3 separate regions of the Sus scrofa genome follow, and all the other regions are linked to region 3. A link is a contact called in public HiChIP or PLAC-seq data. All regions are on one chromosome and are shown on one strand. The core of a region is the stretch at or near the end of the contact, and the rest is flanking DNA. Distances in the headings are between cores, read along the strand shown. Region 1 overlaps JMJD1C (probable JmjC domain-containing histone demethylation protein 2C). Region 2 overlaps JMJD1C (probable JmjC domain-containing histone demethylation protein 2C). Region 3 overlaps REEP3 (receptor expression-enhancing protein 3).

Region 1 (2,996 bases), core at 1-2,500, 310 kb before region 3:
CTATGAGTAAGCAGAAGAAACCTGCCTGCAGAAAAGTGACTGAGGAAGGGTGGAAGAAGGAATAAGTGACTTGAGTTACTGACTTTCTAGTTCCTAATTCCATTTTAAATAAGGTTCAGCTGTACTTTTCTGGAACAAATGTATCTTTATATCCCTGCTGTATCTTTATATCCCCACCTCTTTTTAAAAAATTAAATCTAGTTTAAGTGAGTTTCCATTTCTGCTACCTATTCATTGTAGCCTCTCAAAGACTTGTGTAGAATAAAAATATATATATACCCTTAGAGCATTACACAAAATAAAGATAATGTAATCTATTTTCCTCAGAAGGTAAACATAAGAACTAAAATAATACAAATGGAAACATTCTGGAAAATGATGAACCTTATAAGTACAAAATGTTAACACACAAAGAAAATTTCAATTTAGAGATTTTAGATAACATGTCTGTGCTTTAGTAAGAATTCGCAGTTGGACAAAAGGAATAAATAAATAGTACCAACTTATTTTGATTGGCAGAAAGAAACCAGAAAAATCTTTCTCAATGGTAAGTAGCTAAGTGGTGGCTTAGAATCCTTGGAATCTGATTCTACAAGCATAATTTCACATACTTTAAATTCATAACAGCAGCCACAAAAAATTAAAAAGAGACTGGCAGATTTTTCAGCATATGATCATAGCAGATTTGGGACCAGGAGAGAACTACTGCAGACCGTGACTTATAAATGTTTTTAATCTGAATATTGCAGAACAGCTCACACTTGGGCCAAATTTCAGGCAAAATAACATGTTCCTGGACTTCATGAATACATTTTCATCACATCAAGTTTTGCAACCAGTTTTTACAAATGAAATACTCCCTTTTTAATAGCAGCACATAATACATAGAGCATACCTGATGTGTGGTATCTTAATAAGCACAATTCATAACTATTTTTGAAACTGTGGTAATATAAAATCAAACGAGAGAAAAAAGGAGTATGTAAACAGAATGCAGAGCAAAATTACTGAATATTAAAACATGATGTACCAATCTGAAAATTTTAAAAAGCCTACTTAAATAAGGAAGTATAATGATTCTGTTTTAGCTTCTGGTTCCCTTTTTCTTATGGTCCATCCTACTTTCTAGGCTTCAACTTGGCTCCACTACTGCAAGCTGTCACTTCTGACTAGAAATGGAATAAAGCCAAGCACTACACAATAGCAGCTTCCTGCTTTGGCCTCCTCTCCTAGACCACCCCCAGGCCAATGCCTGCCCACAGATGCTGATCCTACCAAGCCAATAATCCACCAGCAATCAGTTCACAGCTATGGCTATGATCTTGTGTTTTTTATACTCTTGGCACAGTGTATATCCTATAATTTCACAGTTCTCATTTTTACTGACATTATGGCAATAAAGCACCTCTAAATTTCAGTCAAATGCTAATGTGAAGGCAAAGTGAAATGGAAAAGGAAAATGCATATAAAACTCAGGGACTAATTGAGAATGTGCTCAAATTCTGTCAAAATATAATTCAGGAATAGATACAGAAAAATACAGAATATAAAGGTTTCAGTGAGTACTACTAACCCAAACAATCCTGTTATTCTAATTTTGCATAATTTCAATTTGCCTCTGGCACTGTCTGGCTCAATACTTCTCTTTTGAGATGGATTTCAGTTGAATGTCTCTTATCTCTGAGACTAAAAATCATTAGACAGGGATTGACTTGATTAGGTTAATGTTGGTCAGAAATGGTTGCTCTTCCACCTTGAGCAAGTTCACAGAATTACGGCTCTAAATGTTAGAAACTTCAAAAGTCATGTAGTCCAACTCTTTTTTTTCAATGCTTAGAAGACTTCCAAACTTCAGTACTACATTATCATGTCCTCTCCAGAGCCAAAGAAAGAAAAACAATTCTATAACTTGCTGAATATCACTTATACTTTTTGAGATGAAATAACTATCAACAGCAAGCAGAGCTTATGACTTTCCCTGTGGAAAAATGGATATGCTGTGAAGAGTAATACCACAGTAGGGTTCTGCATCTTTTCTAATACCATTTTCTTAAAGTAATAGTTTAAGAAAACAAATGTAATCTTATCTAAATATACTTCTTAAAAAATAGAAGAGGGAAGAAGAAATACTACTCAAAAAGACATATTCTACAAACGCCACCATAAAGACACATTGACTATGAATTATACTGATACTGAAAAAGTTTCTCTAGCACCACTGCAGAAAAGAATGTTGAGTGTTTCAGAGAAAACAAGATGGATTGTTAAAAAAAAGGCGCATATGGAATTCCTGTTGAGGTGCAGCGGAAACAAGTCTGACTACGAACCAAGAGGTTGTGGGTTCGATCCCTGGCCTCACTCAGTGGGTTAAGGATCTGGCATTGCCGTGAGCTGTGGTGTAGGTCGCAGACACAGCTCGGATCTGGCGTTGCTGTGGCTCTGCTGTAGGCCAGCAGCTGTAGCTCTGATTAGATCCCTATCCTGGGAACCTCTATATGTCATGGGTGCAGCCCTAAAAAGCAAAAACAAAACAAACAAACAGGCAAACAACAAAAAAAAAGAGGTACAGAGGATGGCAGAGAAATGTCCAATGATTGCATATGGTAGGAAGAGAAAGTTTCAAGTATTTACCAGAAAAGTTTGAGACACCATCTACAAACAGGAAAATTAGAGTATGTCCAAACAGCAACTCTACTGAGCAGCTTTCATATAGTACTAAGCACTTAAATGTATCATTCACTTAATATTTCTAACAATTCTGAGGTATATATTATATTTATCTTAAAGAGAGGAAACCATTTATTTAAAATGTTTTAGACCACTGCAATGTCACGTAGCTAAGAAATGGCAATGCTAGGATTTGAAACTATAACTGTATGAACTGGCTTCAAAATTTATAGCTAGGGAGTTCCCATCATGGCTCAGTGGTTAATGAATCTGACTAGGAACCATGAGGTTTCGGGTTCGATCCCTGGCCTTGCTCAGTGGGTTAAGGA
Region 2 (2,905 bases), core at 293-2,792, 340 kb before region 3:
TGGCGCGGATTTCATCCCTGGCCTTGGAACTTCCACATGTTGTGGGGCAGAGCAAAAAAATAAAATAAAATAAAATAAAATAAAATAAAATAAAATAAAACAAAACACCAACCAAAACACTCAACTCAGTATTGATACTTCATGTCATATTGTCCCAGTTTCAGCCCAATTTCACGAAAAGTTTACATTTATAATATATGATTTTACTGACAGGAAAAGAAATCCCTAAGCATCAAAAATCTTAGTGGTTTGAAAACAAACTTATAACTTACTGAAAAAAAAAAAAAGGGAAACAAAATTAAGACTAGTATTGCGGTCACTGCTGAGGAAGGCAAACTGAAACAGGCCACTTTTATCAAATACCAACAGCATTCTTCATAGGAAATTAACTGTGGCTTTGGGCAACCCTCCACAGCAAACAATGATTCCTTCTCCAGGAAGGACACGCCTAAAGCATTCTGTAATGTGGAAATTTTCCCATCAACAAAACACCTGTGTGGTTAATTTCATTCCAGGCATTTAGCTCAAATTAGTTAGAAAGCTGGTGAAGTTGTCAACTTCCTATTGAAATTATTCTAATTTTGCTATTACTTTCCCTGGACTGTATATAACTCAAAATATTAGACTGGGTCTTCTATTTATATTGCATGTAACTGAACAACCAAAATCAAACATGAGAAATTGCCCAGTTTCAAAAAAAAAAATTATTAATGCATAACTTCACAATAGTTACCTTGCATAAAAATCTCCTGAACCTTTTGTTCCTTTACCCAGACTTTCACTTCTTCCTGAAGTTGCGGGTTGTCCCTGAGAACTGGGTTTAGGCTGTCTATGTCGTCCTAGAATTATAGATTAAAAAAAAGGTCCATGTTACGCTGTCCTATCATAAATGTTATCAACTTTCTCTCCTATATGTTCTAAGGACTGAAGAAAATTCCTTGATCTAAGTGTATGCAAAAATGCAAACTTAGAAGTTATAGTTCATTAGCAATAACAACAGAGCCTAAGAAATTAACCCATGGTAAGATTTGATCTTTGACAATGTCTTAAGACAAAATTTGAAATTTACAAATGTGTTTTCTAACTTTAAGTCTTATACAAGTCACCTTTTAAAGAGTTTTACTGTTAGAAGCAATATACAAACCAAAGAAAGAGCTTCAGGTCATCTAAGGTTGGAAGCCAAAGAATCTAGGTGAATATTTTAGTGACAATACATATATACACAAAGATGAGATACCTCTCCCCATAATGCCTAAAATATCAGCTGTAAACTACACGTTATAATCCACGATTTTGATTTAAATGTCATCAAATTAAGTTGTACTTGAACTCATCTGACCAGTAACTTCACTGCTAAGTTTTATTCTTTCAAGCCACTGTCAAAGCATCCAGGCAATTAAAATTACATTATTGATGGTATTATCCTCATAACAGGGTGGATCTAGACACAGAAACAACCGGTTCTCTCTCCTTGGAGATGTGAATCACACAGTCACATGGTTTCCCACAATCTGCTGGTCCCCCGCTGGACTCTTTGACATTCTGTTCTCTCTCTCTCAAAGCACCTCTGCTGCTCCTGCATTTGAGATCAGCGGCAGGAGCCCTAGAGTAGAGCTGGGAAGAACAACAAAGCAGCACTGTCAATTTGGCGGCCCTTTTAAAAGTGGACTAGCAGATCATGGAAACCAGTGAACAGAAGGAGCTAAATGAAGGGACTTTTACCTGGCAAATAAAAATAATTTGGCAATTTAATTTAGAAAAGGCAAAAGGTGGCTGACGAGTACAAAGAATCTCTATCAAGCAGGAAATACTTCACTCTTCTGCCCTAAAGTTTACCCAAGTAAATAAAGCACTTTTCTTCTCATCCCCTTACTGTGTTAAGGGACTACTCTGTATTTATGAAATAACATTGTGGTAAATACTCTGACATTTCATTTATGCCTGGTGAACATCAACAAACAGAAGTAAAGACCTTTAAAATTATCAACTATGTTTCTTGGAAAATATATAGAAATGCTGCTTTATAGCATAAAGTAATACTAAAGTGTATGGAAAAGTGTTATACAAAAAGCAGGTTAAGTCTGTATTTTAGGGGGAAGAAAGCACATGATACGTCTTCCTTTTTGTAAAGAAATTTTCTAGAAATCCCTTTTCTCTATCCACTTAATAATACACTGCATACTTAGTTAATCTCATTATTTTAGTAATAGAAAATACCATGGAGAGTTCAGACTCTAAACTGAAGACACAACAGGTAACAGAATAGTCTAACAGGCAAAACATAAAACTTTCCCAAGGAAAACCATTATCTTTTCCAGACTGTTCTGACAAGTATCAAGTTCTTTTAACATTTTTCTCACTTTAACTTCCATACACAGATCCAAGCTTAACTGTTTGGAGTCAACACAAGCCTAATAGCTTTCCTACCCGACATGAAAGTCCTCCAAATTTTTGAATGGTTTTATTTTTCTGCAGCCCTAAGTCTTCTCTAGTATCAACACCCACCTTTATTACAATTATTATAATAAGATTAACACTCTTATTCTAGAGATTTAAGTGGCATGAAGAAGATGGGAACTTGCCTAGAAAAATCACACAATCACATGGATGTCACAACTGACTTGTACAAAATTTACTATAATCTACTGTTTTCAAGGCTTTATTTATTTGAGAGGAAGGAGTATGAACTGCTATTAAGGCAGCATTGCCAATACTTTATAGACCAGTATAGGTGTGATTTAAAAAACCAGTACCAGAAAAAAAAAAAAAAAAAAAGAAAGGAGTCCCTATCATGGCACAGTGGTTAACGAATCCGATCAGGAACCATGAGGTTTTGGGTTCGATCCCTGTCCTCGCTCAGTGGGTTAAGGATATGGCGTTGCTGTGAGCTGTGGTGTAGGTCACA
Region 3 (2,820 bases), core at 138-2,637:
CAGAGCCACGACAGGAACTCCCACTGCTGCTATTATTATCAAGTGATTTATACTCTTATTTCTTCTAAAAACAATTTCTTCATGATCATTTCAGGATCACATTACAGTAGATCCACTTTAGGAAACAAGATCCACTTAAATTTGAATTTAGACTATATAATTGGGGGAGGGATGTGTTAAACAAAAGCCTAACCAGTTCCTTCTAAAATTTAAAAATGTGAATAATTTGAGTACCCCTTGATATTTGGAAATAAATTGAAAGCATTCCCACAGTTTTTCTGCTAAGCTGTAGCTAGCCAACTGCAGCTGTCTGTCTTGTCCTTTTCTAGCTTCCACTGCAAATTCTTTGTAAAACATACATACAGAGAAAAAAAATTCTAATGGTAACATGTAAACCTAAGCGGCTAAGTCAGGGTTTTGCTAATATCTATGAAGAATTTTACCAACTCTAGTGCCAATGGAAATAGATTTTAAAAAACAGGGACAGAAACTGTTGTTTCCATTAAAGGAAATGTTGTTAAGTAGTAAATTGGAGAGAGGCCTAGCCACCTCCACCCTAATCCCTAGTGATGGAACAACTTAAAATCGTAAAAGCTACAGCAACCAAAAAATTTAATTGCCACCACCCTCACTGTGGGAGAATTGTGTTCAGAGGCAGCCAATGTTCTGCACCGCCGCCCCCAGGACCTCCACTCCCTCGCCTGTATCTTTTCAGAAACCATAACCTCACTACTTTAAAGAAAACCTTCAATAAGTTCCAAAAGGGAAAAAGAATAACTGAGTACAAGAGAAAGTCAAAAGTGCAGTACTAGACAAATTCAAACATAAATATGACAGTAATGCATGTTATAATTCATGTTATTGCATGTATTTGAACAGGAAGGAAAAAAATGAAATTCAACTCACAAAGTAAGAAAAATATCAAAATTCAAGGAACCTGTAAAGAAAATAGGATGACTAAGGCAATAAAACGCAGAAATAAAAATAAGAACAAACTCAAGAGAATTACAGTATCTAACAGTTGTTCCTGATAATAAGTCTCATAATATAAACACTTGAAATTGCTGCCGTAGAAGAGTAGAAAAAGGGTTGACAAAATGAGAAACAAGAAAATATTTAACCAAGTAATGCTAAACTTAAGTGCCAAATTAAGATAATATAATTGAGGGGCTTTAAATGAATGCCTAACGTAATTCCTTCTAAAATTTTAGAATAATTTTTTTATTTAAAAATGAAATGTTTTCGGAGTTCCCGTTGTGGCTCAGTGCAAACCAATCTGACTAGTAACCATGAGGTTACAGATTTGATCCCTTGCCTCCTTCAGTGGGTTAAGGATCTGGTGTTGCGGGGAGCTGTGGAATAGGTCCAAGATGTGGCTCCACCCAGCGTTGCTGTGGCTGTGGCTGTGGCTGGCAGCTGTAGCTCCAATTTGACCCCTGGCCTAGGAACTTCCATATTCTGTGAATTCGGCCCTAAGCCAAAAAAAAAAAAAAAAGTGAATGTTTTCTAATAATGTAAGATATACCTAATCTGTCTTTTTCTTTTCCTTTTCAGCTAAAGTTTACATTATTTAAGCAGAGAAGTTTCCCCTTTACACAAGGATCTACCTTTGGGATGTGCAGATATGTACATCATCCTTCCATTATGTAATTTTGGAAATATAGTGCCTCACCAACTACAGCTGTAATAATCAGATTGTCAGCCAGATTGCCGTCACACTGTGAAAGGTCCTCCTAAAAATATAAAAGCTAGAGCTGTTCCCAAAGATTTTAGCTAAGTAAGAAAAAAAAATCTTTCTGAAAACTTTGTCTAATTTTAAAAGCTCATGAGAGAGATTTTACTTCAGAAAGGTAATAGATTGTAAAAAGATGTTCTTTTGAAAAACCATAAAAATTTAAAATATATTGAATTACATAAGTATATGAAATTTTATCTATCTCTTGGTTATCAGACTAGATATAGACTGATTCCTTTTTTAAAATCACAGATCCAAACTCTACAGGTAAAAAAAGAAAAATTGTCAAAATGTCTTGAAAAGTCACAGAAATAGATTGAATTAAGTAGTTTCATTTAAAAATATTATATTAACTTCCAAAGGTTTCCAACAGCATCTTTTAAATGAATATCTAACACTTGAGTTTTATTATATTCTTCTTAAGAAGAATAAATTATTAGAAACAATTGGGCATGTTTTTGCCAGTGCTGATGATGTTTGAATATAATTTCTGTTCTTACTTTCTCTCTGTAGGAGGCAGATTTAGATTTGCTCTTTCAGAGAAGAATCTAAGGGCACTTCCACCTTGGGAAGGGAGAGAATTTTCATCTAGTGGTCAGTGTCCAGATAGCTCTGAGCGCTTAGGATGGGTAGACAGCAGGGGCATTCTGCATGGAACTTCTGGGTAGAAGAGCCTATAGGTGGAGTTCCCGTTGTGGCTCAGTGGTTAACGAATCCGACCAGGAACCATGAGGTTGCGGGTTCGATCCCTGGCCCTGCTCAGTGGGTTAAGGATCTGGCGTTGCCATGAGCTGTGGTGTAGGTTGCAGATGCGGCTCGGATCTGGTGTTGCTGTGGCTGTGGTGTAGGCTGGTGGCTATGGCTCTGATTCGACCCCTAGCCTGGGAACCTCCATATGCCGCAGAAGCGGCCCAAGAAATGACCAAAAAAAAAAAAAAAAAAAAAAAAAGAGCCTATAGGCTGCCCTTCCCTGGGTAGTTTTTTTAAAGTTTTTGTCTGTTCAGCTGGTTGCCATGAACTGTGCCTCTGAGCAGTGGGCTAAAAGCTCAGTTTCTTCTATTTTTTGAGGACTTTTTTTTTTTTTT

Evidence for each region. HiChIP or PLAC-seq counts read pairs in DNA pulled down with a chosen protein or histone mark.
Region 1: an H3K27ac HiChIP or PLAC-seq map of alveolar macrophages shows a contact between it and region 3. The contact joins two enhancer-like sites. A contact is called at or near these places in 1 of 47 Hi-C or Micro-C datasets (embryonic fibroblasts) and 2 of 2 datasets of contacts at active chromatin or transcription factors (alveolar macrophages and skeletal muscle).
Region 2: a contact with region 3 is called in an H3K27ac HiChIP or PLAC-seq map of alveolar macrophages. The contact joins two enhancer-like sites. A contact is called at or near these places in 1 of 47 Hi-C or Micro-C datasets (embryonic fibroblasts) and 1 of 2 datasets of contacts at active chromatin or transcription factors (alveolar macrophages).

Annotation. Positions count from the first base shown.
Region 1 is chr14:66,714,736-66,717,731 of Sscrofa11.1, forward strand. The region is part of intron 3 of JMJD1C (probable JmjC domain-containing histone demethylation protein 2C); the gene reads right to left. Among named protein-coding and RNA genes, the nearest start is that of MIR1296, 100 kb to the right of the region's middle. Within about 2 kb of position 1,251, at least 11 of the 83 cell types and tissues checked have an H3K27ac peak or open chromatin away from gene starts, as enhancers often do. A contact at or near this core is called in alveolar macrophages, where this site is marked.
Region 2 is chr14:66,689,144-66,692,048 of Sscrofa11.1, forward strand. It overlaps JMJD1C (probable JmjC domain-containing histone demethylation protein 2C), which reads right to left. Exons shown (of 26, transcript XM_021073644.1): 4 at 734-839. The coding sequence starts at 740. Among named protein-coding and RNA genes, the nearest start is that of NRBF2, 100 kb to the left of the region's middle. Within about 2 kb of position 1,543, at least 10 of the 83 cell types and tissues checked have an H3K27ac peak or open chromatin away from gene starts, as enhancers often do. A contact at or near this core is called in alveolar macrophages, where this site is marked.
Region 3 is chr14:67,024,499-67,027,318 of Sscrofa11.1, forward strand. All of the region lies in intron 2 of REEP3 (receptor expression-enhancing protein 3), which reads left to right. Among named protein-coding and RNA genes, the nearest start is that of JMJD1C, 59 kb to the left of the region's middle. Within about 2 kb of position 1,388, at least 4 of the 83 cell types and tissues checked have an H3K27ac peak or open chromatin away from gene starts, as enhancers often do. A contact at or near this core is called in alveolar macrophages, where this site is marked.